Linked DNA regions of Sus scrofa: regions 2 and 3 are each linked to region 1. A link is a contact called in public HiChIP or PLAC-seq data. All regions are on one chromosome and are shown on one strand. Each heading gives the region's core, a stretch centred on a gene start, on an enhancer-like site or on the middle of the called end of the contact. The rest is flanking DNA. Distances are from core to core; before and after follow the strand shown.

What was found. HiChIP or PLAC-seq counts read pairs in DNA pulled down with a chosen protein or histone mark.
Region 2: a contact with region 1 is called in an H3K27ac HiChIP or PLAC-seq map of alveolar macrophages. The contact joins the promoter of LRP5 here to the promoter of PPP6R3 in region 1. A contact is called at or near these places in 5 of 47 Hi-C or Micro-C datasets (heart right ventricle, liver and skeletal muscle) and 1 of 2 datasets of contacts at active chromatin or transcription factors (alveolar macrophages).
Region 3: an H3K27ac HiChIP or PLAC-seq map of alveolar macrophages shows a contact between it and region 1. The contact joins the promoter of C2H11orf24 here to the promoter of PPP6R3 in region 1. A contact is called at or near these places in 2 of 5 promoter capture datasets (fetal liver and fetal skeletal muscle), 10 of 47 Hi-C or Micro-C datasets (alveolar macrophages, brain, embryonic fibroblasts and 6 more) and 2 of 2 datasets of contacts at active chromatin or transcription factors (alveolar macrophages and skeletal muscle).

What each region holds. Positions count from the first base shown.
Region 1 is chr2:4,521,737-4,525,207 of Sscrofa11.1, reverse strand. It overlaps PPP6R3 (serine/threonine-protein phosphatase 6 regulatory subunit 3), which reads left to right and starts at 1,787. Exons shown (of 26, transcript XM_021082696.1): 1 at 1,787-1,918. TRNAA-AGC (a tRNA gene) reads right to left here and starts at 1,303; the gene lies at 1,231-1,303.
Region 2 is chr2:4,651,879-4,655,869 of Sscrofa11.1, reverse strand. It overlaps LRP5 (low-density lipoprotein receptor-related protein 5), which reads left to right and starts at 1,873. Exons shown (of 23, transcript XM_021082719.1): 1 at 1,873-2,128. The coding sequence starts at 2,041.
Region 3 is chr2:4,680,856-4,684,431 of Sscrofa11.1, reverse strand. It overlaps C2H11orf24, which reads right to left and starts at 2,228. Exons shown (of 4, transcript XM_003480654.4): 1 at 2,051-2,228.

The sequences.
Region 1 (3,471 bases), core at 538-3,037:
GGCCTGGGCAAGTGGGGTGCAGAGAACTGCGTCTGGAAGGCAGCCCAGTGGCCAAAACTGCTGGTGTGGCCATCCGCTACCCCCAGTGGCCAAGCTCTGTCACATGTCTCAGGCCTGGGAGGTCCTCTGGGGAAGCCCCACAGGGAGCCTGTCTCCCCTCCCTATTTTTAGTCTTTTTAGGGCCTCACCTACAGCATGTGGAAGTTTCCAGACAAGGGGCTGCCAGTGTATGCCACAGCCACAGCCACACCAGATCCTTAACCCACTGAGTGAGGCCAGGAATAGAACCAGTGTCATGCATCCTAGTCGGATTCTTAGGCCCCTGAGCTACAACAGGAACTCCCTGCCTCCCCTCCTTGGGCCTGAGAGGCCATCTCTGCCCAAGCCAGTGTCACGGGAGAGACCTGCTGGCAGGCAGACCTCCCTGCCCCGAGCCCTCATTCTGACTCTCCCCTGAGCACCGGTGCTGGTGATTTCCCCCTAGGCAGGGTGGCACTGGTCTCAAGGCCCGGAGACCCGGTCACTTCGGACACTTCCTCTCCCGCCCCGTGTCTCTCTCAGAACAACCCAACCTGTTCCAAGGCCCCACCTTGGGGTCTCAGGTCTCCGGGAGTTAGCGCAGAGCTCTGCTCTCGCTGTCCTGAGGGTCGGATTGCCTCCGGCTCAGGAAGACCCCACCACTCTGTGACTGGAGGAGTCTGACGTCAGAGCCGGGACCCTCTGCTCCCCACGCACCCCCGCAGGCTGGGCATAGACTAAGTGCACACTAGGGCTGCCCACGAGCACTAGTGCCCCTAGCACTCTCTCCCCCGCAGCGGGCCCCGCAAGCCTCCCCCCACCGCATGCAGTTGATTTACACGTGACCATACACGGCGTTTTGCCGGCTTTTAGGAAGGAGGCCGCATCTCCAAGCGTCGGCTCTCTCTGGGGTGGCTCTCTTTAGGAGCAGGGGGCGGGGGGAGATGGCTGAGTGGGCTGTCTCGGGGAGGGCGGGGAGTGGCAGGGCGCCAGAGGAGAATTTTGGGAGAAGCTCGCGTGTCAATCCTTCCGCAAGGCAAAACGAGGACTCCTATCTTCCCGCAATCTGGTCCCTCGCGGAGGCTGGGGAGTCGGCGTAAGCTGTATGGGACTCCCCACCTTCACTCTGATAGACTCCCAGTGCGGGCACCCAGGGAAAGGAGCGTGACTTTGACCAGGAAAGTCCCACACCCCCCTTCTAAAAGTCTACAGTGGAGAATGCGGGCATCGATCCCGCTACCTCTCACATGCTAAGCGAGCGCTCTACCACTTGAGCTAATTCCCCAACCCTGGCTAATTTCCGCCGCCGAAACACATTGTGGCTCACGTCATCACCGGTTTCCTTCAGGCCCTCGGGCCCGCCTGCCCGCCCTCCGGTCTTGGTACCCCATTGGTTCCCTTGCAGTTCCCATCTCTATGGCCATGATTGGTTTGGCTCATTTTAGTTTTAAAAAGCATTGGCTATCGGATTGGTGGTCCGAAGCGTCGGTCAAGCGGAGGCCCTGCTGTTGCTACGGCGTAGGGGGACCCAGCCAGGTTTCTCTCGGTTTCTGATTTGTTTCTCCAGACTCCCGGGTCCTAGAGGTTCCGGAACCGTCAAGTCCATGGGAAAAGGATGAGCCCCTCTCGCTTGACTGACGAGGTCTGCCAGCCAATCGGCGTGCGTGCAACGGGGCCGCAGGGTGATCCAATAGGTTACAGGGGGCGGGAGAGGGAGGCCAATGAGCGCGGGACTGGGGGCGGGGCCAGGGCCATGATTGGCCGTGAGGCGGCCGGAGGGAGGGCGGGGGGAACTCAAGGCCTGCTTGATACGTCCGCCATTTTGGGCGCTTCGCTGATGGTGTCGGTGAGCGCGTTTCCCGCCTGAGCGCAACTAGCGGCGAGTCGCGGGCACCTCCAGGTAATGAGGGGGAGGGGGCGGCGGAGCGGGCCGTCGCGCGGGGTGCGCGGCGCGCGGGCGGCGGGGCGGCCCCTCCGCCCGGCCTCGGCGGCGCGGGGAGGGAGCGTCCCGGCCCCCTCCCCTCCCCCCCGGAATTCGCCGCTCCGCGGCCGGGGAGGCGCGGCGCCCCGGCTCCGGGGCCGTCCCCGCCCGCGCCTGTCAGCCGCCCGGCTCGCCCGCTGCGGGCCGCGGGGGCCGCGCCGGGCCGGGCGCCGAGGCGGGACGAGGGCCCGGCGGCGAACTTTGCGCCCGCGCGGACGTCCGCGGCCTGGCGCGGCGGCGACCGGGCGCGCCCCTAGCCCGGCGGGGCCCGCTCCGCCCCGGCCGGCGGCCCCGAGCGCCGCCCGCCGGCCCCGGAGAACTTCGCTGGGCGCGGGCCCCGGAGCGTGTCAAGTTAAGGCGGCCGCTCGCCGGAGCCTCGCGAAGGCCATTGTTGGACTCCGCTCTCCGGGAAACAAGTTCTGTGGGTTTCTGCTCCTTCGCCGCAGAGTCATCGGAATACGCAGAGCCGGGCCCGGAGTATTTAAATCTCCTTCCGAGCGATTTTTTTTCCACTCCGGTGCTGCGACTCCAGCGTAGACCTGGTCGCGAAGGTCTCCCTGGCGAATATGAGCTTGCGGGGGGCTGGGGGGTGGTCCTTCTTTCGGCAGCAAGAACCTCCCTCTTAAAGAAGCTCTCTCGCCGTTAACTTGGAGGGGTTTCCTCCTCCGTCCCGCCTGCTCTCGGCACAACTTGGACCCTTGGTTGTGCGTAGACCGAGCGAGTCCTTGGAGGTCCCTGTGTGTCCTGACGTCTCAGCCTCAGAGCTTCGTGCAGTGCTCTCGATTCTTACTTTCTCCGTGGGTCGGGTCGAGCTTTGTTTATATTTTGCTTTTATGGGAGGGGCACTTTCGTCCTCGCCGCACTTGTTAACGAGGCTCTTGTCGTATTTTGTGAACGGGAGGCTTACTTGGGTTTTGTCCTCAAGGTCAAGTTGCAGGTAGGCAGCCAGTGGGAAAGCGAGTCCAGGTTTCCAGCCGCTGGAGTCTCCTAAGTGGTGCTGGTGCCTGCGCTCTCTTTGCTCTCGAGTTAGACTGCCTGGTTTCACATCTTGGCTTCATCACTTTCTTCACTGCTGCTTCTGTAACTGTGTCTGCCTCCTGAGTTTGCCAGGAGTAAATGAGTTAATACGTGTAAAGCAGCTACAAATGGTGCCTGGCACGAAGAATCAGCTTAGAAATTAATGGCTATTATTAGGTTTGATGTTTTAAATATTTATATACCATTAGGAAGGTAAATGAGTGTTTTCAGTCCTGGCTTTGGGCGAGTGTCTTTAGAAAGGTCTGTGTATTTAGAGTCATTTGGGCTGAGACAGTGACCTGGAAGTGTATTGTAATTTTTTTCAGGGGAGGAGTGGTTGAAGATTCGTTAAGTTGCAAACGTTTCCTGGAGTAATGAGCCCTGGTGCTTCAGAATGGTTAGTTTCAGAGATGGTTAAATAGGGAAAAGCTCCCCAGGAGCTCCAGTTGGATTCT
Region 2 (3,991 bases), core at 624-3,123, 130 kb before region 1:
TCCAACCCTGGCCTTGCTCTGTTGGCTGGGGATCCAGCGTTGCCGAGAGCTATGGTGTTAAGTAGCAGATGCGGCTCGGATCCCATGTGTGGCTGTGGTGTAGGCTGGCAGCTGTAGCTCTGATTTCACCCCTAGCCTGGGACCTTCTATATGCTGTGGGTGTGGCCCTAAAAAGAAACAAAAATTTCATGGAAGTATAGTCGATTTAGAATGTTGTGTTAATTTCTGCTGGACATCGGTTTCTATTCTGATTGGTGTGGGAGCCATAGCAGGTTCCTGAGCAGAGGAGGGATGTGAGCTGACTTGTTTGGACAGGCTCACGCTGGCGGCTGTGAGTTGGGGCTGAAGGGGGTCAAGGATGGAAGCAGGAGACCATCGGGGGCTGACGTGACCCAAGCCGGAGTGGTGATATGGGAGGTATAAGAAGTCTTAAGAGTTTGCCTCCATTTTGAATGTAGAGTCAAGAGGAGGTGCAGCTGGGGCTGGGCAGAGGGTGGAAGAGAGGACGCAGCAAAGCTTGTGCTGCTTAAACTCCTAAAAGGCGTCCCACTGTCTTGGGATAAACTCTGGAGTCTTTCTCCAGGTCTGACATGCACTGGCCCCGGCTGGCTTCTCCTGCTGCTCCATCCGCCTCTGCCTGCTCCTGCCCCAACCGTCCCCGCCTCCCTAAGTCAGAATTCCCCAGACCTTGCAGCACAGCACCCCTCCTTTTTCATGGCCCTCCTTAATATGTTAATGGTGTGTTGGGTGTTGGTTTTGGTTTTAAATGTATCTATTTTCTTGTTTTTGTCTCCTTCCCTAGGATCTAAACCCCATAGGACAGAGACATTCTGCCTGACCACTAGCTTTGTCCTACAAGGTGTCACACCTATATGAAGAACGCATGCACCCATGGACTGTGCTCTTCCCAGGAGTTACCGTTATTTCTCCGGGCACCTGCAAGGTAAGCATCGCTCCCCCGATTTTATAAGGAAGGAAAGTGTCCCGGCAGAGGTTACATTTGGACCTGCCCAAGGCACACCTGATTCTAGGAAGCGGTAGGACCCGAGTCTGACCTTGGGCCTGTGGATTCCAGAGCGTGTGCTGCCCCTTCCCAGCCCTTCCTGGGCCCTGAAGCTCAGGTGGGCACAGAGCGTGGGGTGTGGGGGGGGAAGGGAGGAGGGGGTGAAGTGGGGGTAGGTGGGGTGGGGGAGGGGTGTGCTCAGTGCCAGCTTGTTGAATGAATCGCAGGTAAGGTCTGCGATCCTAGAGGCCGCCTGCAAGCACATGGGAAGAACGGCGTATTTGCCGCTCAGGCTTCATTCAGGTACAAGGAATGCAGAGGGTTTTCAGCTGGTTTAAACAGCAAACCTCAAATCCTCCCTACTGCCCGCCCGTGCCGCTGTCCCTGCCCAGCGCGGACTCCCGGTCGCCCTTCTCTGCTCTCCCCTGTGACAACAGGTGTCACGGGGCCCGTTCCGCCCGGACCCCGCTGGGGCAGCTGCGGTCGCGGGAAAGCGCGCAGACCTGGCTCGGGGCCCTGGCTTGCAACCCCGAAAGTGCCGCACCAAGTGCCCTGGGGCAGCCCCCTTCGCAGCCCCGCCCCCGTGCCTCAGTTTCCCCATCGGTCAAGTCCGCGCCCGCCGCTCTGCAGGTGACACACCTGCTTCCGGGGCTCCATCAGCCCCGGGGCCCCGCGGGGTGGAACCGGGCGCCCGACCTCGCGTCCCCGCGGAGCCCCGGCGCCCGCCTCCGGGGGCAGGGGGCGCGGGCAGCGCCGCGGGGCCGGCGCGCGGCGGCCGCCGGGCCGCGGGCGGGCTGCGGGGGGCGCCCGCGGGAGGGCGCGGCCGGCGCGGGGGGCGCGGGCGGGCGGCGGCGGCGGCGGGGGGCGGAGACGCGGCGCGGCTTCCGCTCCCGCGCCTCCTCCCTCCTCCCCCGTCGTCCTGGTCCGCGGCGCCCGAGGGGGGAGGCGGCAGGCGCCGGGAGCCGCGCGAGGAGCCGCGGCCGCCGCGCCATGGAGCCCGAGTGAGCGCGGCGCGGGCCCGTCCGGCTCCGGACAACATGGAGGCGGCGCCGCCCCGGCCGCCCCCGCCGCCGCCGCCGCTGCTGCTGCTGCTCGCGCTCTGCTGCAGCTTGGCCCCCGCCGCGGGTAGGTGGGCGCGGGCCGGAGGGACAATGGCCCGGGCGCCCGGGCGGCTGGCCGGCCCCGCGGCCAAGTGCGCGGCGCCGCCGCGGAAGCGACTTTGCAAGTTGGGGGCGAGTTGGGGCGCGCGCCACGGGTCCCCGCCGCCTCCCGCTGTGCCTGCCGCCCGGGGGCCGCGCGCGGGCCCTTTGTCTCGCCCGCCCGGGCCCCTCCCGGGGACGCCGGGCCCCGTGCCGCGGCCCGGGCCGGCGAGGACGGCGCGCGGGCGGCGCCGACCCCGCCAGGTGCGGCGCGGGCGGGTCCTCACCTGCCCGGGCCCCGGGGCGCGCTCGGAAGCGCGGCCGCCCGAAGTGGGCCGGGCGAGGCCGTGCGGGGACCGTGCGGAGCCCGGCCCGCGGGCGGGCACGGAGCGGGGACTTTCGGCCCAGAGGCAGGCCTCGCCGCGCTGCGTCGGGAACTCTTTCCCGAGCCTGTTTCCGATGGCCGCGCGGCCGGCCTGCGAGCTCCGGGAACTGATTGAAGTTGCAGAGAAAGTTCTGAGTCCGGCGCGGGGCGGCCTGGCCTGTGCCGCTGCCCCTTTCAGCTGCGTTGCTGTCGGTTTCCCAGCGGACTGACACCTGCCAGGTGTCCGGACGACCCGTCTGGCCGCTGAGGCCCCAGGGACACGCAGCCGGTGCCCACCCCGGTCGGGGGCCGGCTGCGTGGGGCCGCCGCGCGGGGTGACGTGGTCCCAGCGCGCGGCGTGGGGCCTCGGCTGTACACAGCCTTTGGGAAATCGGGGACTGAGGACCTTTCTGTCCAACTTTTGGTGTGTCCCAAGGGGTGGAGTTGAGGTCAGGAGGACTCAGGAAACTAAGCGCCTTGTGAAAAGCTACACATGTTCTTTTAATTTGGAGATTGCCATGTGGTTTTTGAAGCAAGCCTCTTGCTACCTAAATCATGCTCTTCCGACGTGAGTGTTTTGCTTTGCTGGAGTGTGGCCGGCCAAGTGGACACGGGAGACCTGCGCTCTCCAGGCTGCTGTTCTGCTGGTGGCCGTTGGGGGTAGGGTGGGGGGCTCGGGGCCCTTTGTTTGGGCCTCTTTAAAGCAAACAGCTGTCTCCCTGAATATTTCCAGGGGGGACACTGCAGGGAGCTGGCCTGGCCTGGCTCTGAGGTCACGTTCCCCGCTCTGCAGCCCTACCACTGAAGTTTGGGGGGGCCGAGAGGGATGGTCGCCTTAAGTCCTCCTGCCCCCCAGCCCGAGCTGGGAGACTCTTGGCACTCTCACCCCCAAATTTGCCTGGCTCAGAAGTGTTTACATTCTTGGCCCCTCCGATACTAGCAAAACAAGGTGACGACAAAACAGTGACAGTATCTGGGTACTTCAGGCCCCGCTGCCGCTTCTCCTTCTGGAAATGCCTGGATCACGGAGGCAAAAGGGTTTTTTTGGGGGGAAGATGTTTGTCTTAAAGGTGGGGTTTCTCAGCCGGCAGCTGCGCCGCTTTTCGCTTGGTTGCCGTTTTTTGGAGGTCCTGGGGCCTTGGGGGTGATGTCGCTGGGCTTGAACGCCTGTCCCGCGGTTCCAGCCCCCGAGGACCCCGAGGAGAAGGAATCACGTCTGTGGAGTTCAGCTGTGTAGGCGGCAAAAATAGAGTTGATTATTTTAACATTAGGAAGCGTGTCACCGTGAGGTTTTTGGAGCGCCGGTAACGTGGTCGTCTCGTCCTAAAGTGGAACACAGAGGCCGGCTCTTTCTGCAGAACTGTTTCGACTGTTCTTGATATGCCATGTCCCTGATTTCTGTGTTAGATTTATGCCTCCGACCCGAGTGGAGCCGGTAAGTTGTGAGCTAATTATTTTTCCTGATTGCTTCCTGTTGCAATTTGA
Region 3 (3,576 bases), core at 979-3,478, 160 kb before region 1:
CTGGGGAAACGCAGCGAGTCTCTCAGGAAAGCTCTGCTGGGGGCCCTCGTTGCTTATGCGCTCAGCCCGTGGGGCTGGTGATCCCTCGAACAGGCACAGGAATTGGCCGCTGTGCAGACTCAAGAACAAGTCCTCGTGCCATGACTTCAGCTCTCTGGTATGGTCCTGCCTCCATTGTCCACCAGCATATTCTAAATGCCAAGATCCCCACGCGAGGACCTGTGCTAATCTAAGCTGACTCAGGGCGGACAAAGCACTGCATAGACTTAGAATGATAGTTTCCCCTGCAGAGGCTTTAGTGAGCCTTCCATAAGGGTCTGGCCAGTTATTATCAAGGTCTCAGACTACAGCAGGTGAAAAGGCAAGGGACCTCTGGGCCAGAAGGGCTCAGTTAGTCTCGAGGAGAGCAAGGCAGGTGGAAGACAGGAGGGCAGGCCATGCTGGGAGTTCCTCTTGTTCAGGGGGCAGCGCCCCCACAGGCCAGGCAACATTCTCTTGGAAAGGCACCCACATAATGGGCCCCCGGGGTGCCAACTTCCCGATCCTTCTCTGGTCCTTGATGTTGTGCTAAGTCTCAACACCTCCTGTCTCTGATTTCTCGTGTTCCCAATCTTGGCTTGATTTTTAACTTTTATGAAACTGTTATACACAGGGTGCTGCGTGCAAGTTACATGACATAGACTCTAAGCTGCCTAATTCCTTTTTCTGGCTTACACAGGTTCTTGGGCCCAACTCAGGCGTTACCCGCCCCCCCCACCCATTCCATCACACTAGGAACTTACTGATCAGCAGCAATGTGGCCCCAGCTGCTACCCCAAGCTGGGGAAACTAAACACACCAAGGAGCAGGGATTGCGGAAACAAATACAGGGCAGACCACAGATACCTGTCTTGACACGTCACCTGGCTGAACTTTGGTATCAGAACCCAAGGAACACAGGCTTGTGGTTTTGTGCATATAGACATTGTCCTGTGGTCCAAAGGATGTGTCTCTGTGGCAGATGGGAATCTGGCGCACTAGATAACATCTTAATTACACTGCTTCCTTCCAGGTTTCTGCAAGTTTTGGTATCAGGCTAAATGCTCTGAGCAAGAGCCTACTTCTTGCGGGCTGTGTGGGTAAATCTGACATTCCTCTGTCCGTCAGGCAAGTCTAGCATGTAAGGAGAAAATCTGGATTGAAATTTTCGAGATGCTTCCTCCAGGGAGGGGAAAAGAAAGTTTATCGTCGAGGCAGATGTCTAAGTAGAAATTTACGTTTTATGGCCAACTATGTGGATGCTGACTCCTAACAGCTAACTGCACCCACTACATAGGTGCCCAGACTCACATGGGGGAGGCAGGCAGGTAGATGGAAATGCACGACCCCCTTCCAGGTAGAGAACGCCTGGCTTGCCAAAAGGGCCAACTCTCTTTGAGCATAACACTTCCTGGGGCCCAACCTTGGCCGGCAAGACTGTTTGTCTCCCCACCCATATGGCAGCGTCCCGACTTTCCCCTCCTCTGTCCCAAACTGAACTCACCCAGCCTCTTCTCTGGCTTGGGGTCCCCGTAAGCCCTTCTCCTGCCTCCTTGGGCTCCCATCCATCCTCCTTGGGAGTCTCGGTCCCCAACTGACTCCTATTCCTTCCTCTCCTCCTACTTCTCACCTCCAATCCTCACCAGCTTGCAGTGTCCCCATTCATTTTTTCCCTTGTCCCCTTCTCTGCCTCCTGTGCCCGAAGATGCCCTCCTCTGCCTCCCGTGCCCCCATGCCCCCTACTATGCCTCCCGTGCTTGAAGGTCCCCTCCTCTGCCTCCTGGGCCCCCATGCCCCCTCCTCTGCCTCCCGTGCCCGAAGGTCCCCTCCTCTGCTTCCGTGCCCGAAGGTCCCCTCCTCTGCCTCCCGGGCCCCCATGCCCCTACTATGCCTCCCGTGCCCGAAGGTCCCCTCCTCTGCCTCCCGTGCCCCTATACACCCCTCCTCCTGTCCCCCACCTCCCTCTCTCAGCCCCAAGCCGGTTCAGGCAGCGGTGACAACAGCTCCCCGGACGGCAGAGCAGGCCCCTTACCCGGGCGCGGCAGGCCTGCGGCGGCCCGGCGGCCCTCGGGCGGCGGGGAAGCGCCCGCGGTCGGTGTGGGGACGTGGCCAGCAGTGGAGCAGCACGACCGAGAGCCAGGACAGCTCAGAGCAGCCGCCAGGGCTCCGGCCCCGCCCGGACCGCCCCGGAGATGACGTCACGAGAGGGCGGGTCCTGGAGGGCGGGGCAGCCTCGGCTGACGCTCAGAACAGCCCGGCGGCTCCTGGTGCTGCCGGATTCGAGCCGGAAGCGAGGGGCGTGGCCGCGTCAGGGCTCCGCCCACCGCGGGGCGGCTCGGGCGAAGTCCCGCGCGGGCCGGAAGCGGCAGTTTCGGACCGATCGCTGGCGGAAGTGGTGGTGCTTGGGCTCCGCTGGGACTGTGGACCCCGCCCTGTGGGGACCGAGGTGCCACGGCTGGGCTGGGTGAGCCCAGACCTATGACGTTGGCGTGCAGGTCACCCGAGGGGGGGGACCCTGCGACGTGCCCGCCCTCTCTAGACTCCATCCACAGCCCCGGGGGCAGGCGCCGGGGATCCCAGAAGCAAGTAACAGTCGAGACCGCGGCCGGCGTGTTTCGAGCGCCTACAACGTGCCAAGCGCTGGGCTTGGTTCTGTGATTTAACTGCTGTGAGGCGCTTAGCCCCGGTTTTACAGACCCTGAAACTGAGCCTCTCGAGATGTTTTGAGATTGTGAGACGTGGAATAACTGGAGCAAAACAGTGTAGAGGAAAGCGTATGGGACTTGACCTTCGTTCGAAGTAGCTTCGTAAGTTACAAGTTTTGTGATTGTACCCGAGTCTAAAACTTTCTCCAGTCCCCCCAAGTCCAAACCAGAGCCTGTCTGTGAAAGACCATCTCAAAGGGAATAATCCAAAAGGCTTTATTTTCAGACAGTTATAAAAAACTTGTCTTATAAAAAACTCGTCTTGGGGTCCTGGGCTAAGAAACTAAGCCAGACCCAGAAAAGTGAGGGTGCAAAGATGGGATCAGCTCCCCAGCTCTGAGCTCTGGGAGCACCTGAAACTCACTTTAGAAGTGTCACATCCAGGAATTCCTGTCTTGGCTCAGTGGTTAACGAATCCGACTAGGAACCATGAGGTTGCGGGTTCGGTCCCTGCCCTTGCTCAGTGGGTTAAGGATCCGGCGTTGCCGTGAGCTGTGGTGCAGGCCGCAGACGCGGCTCGGACCCCGCGTTGCTGTGGCTCTGGCGTAGGCCGGTGGCTGCAGCTCCGATTCAACCCCTAGCCTGGGAACCTCCATATGCCGAGGGAGCGGCCCAAGAAATAGCAACAACCACAACAACAACAACAACAAAAAGACAAAAGACAAAAAAAAAAAAAGAAGTGTCACATCCAGGAATTCCTGTCTTGGCTCAGTTGCGGGTTCAGATAGATTCCCTGGCCTCGCCCAGTGGGTTAAGGATCCAGCGTTGCCGTGAGCTGTGATGTAGGTAGTAGATGCAGCTCGGGTCCCGAATTGCAGTGGCCCTGGCGTAGGCTGGCAGCTACAGCTCTAAT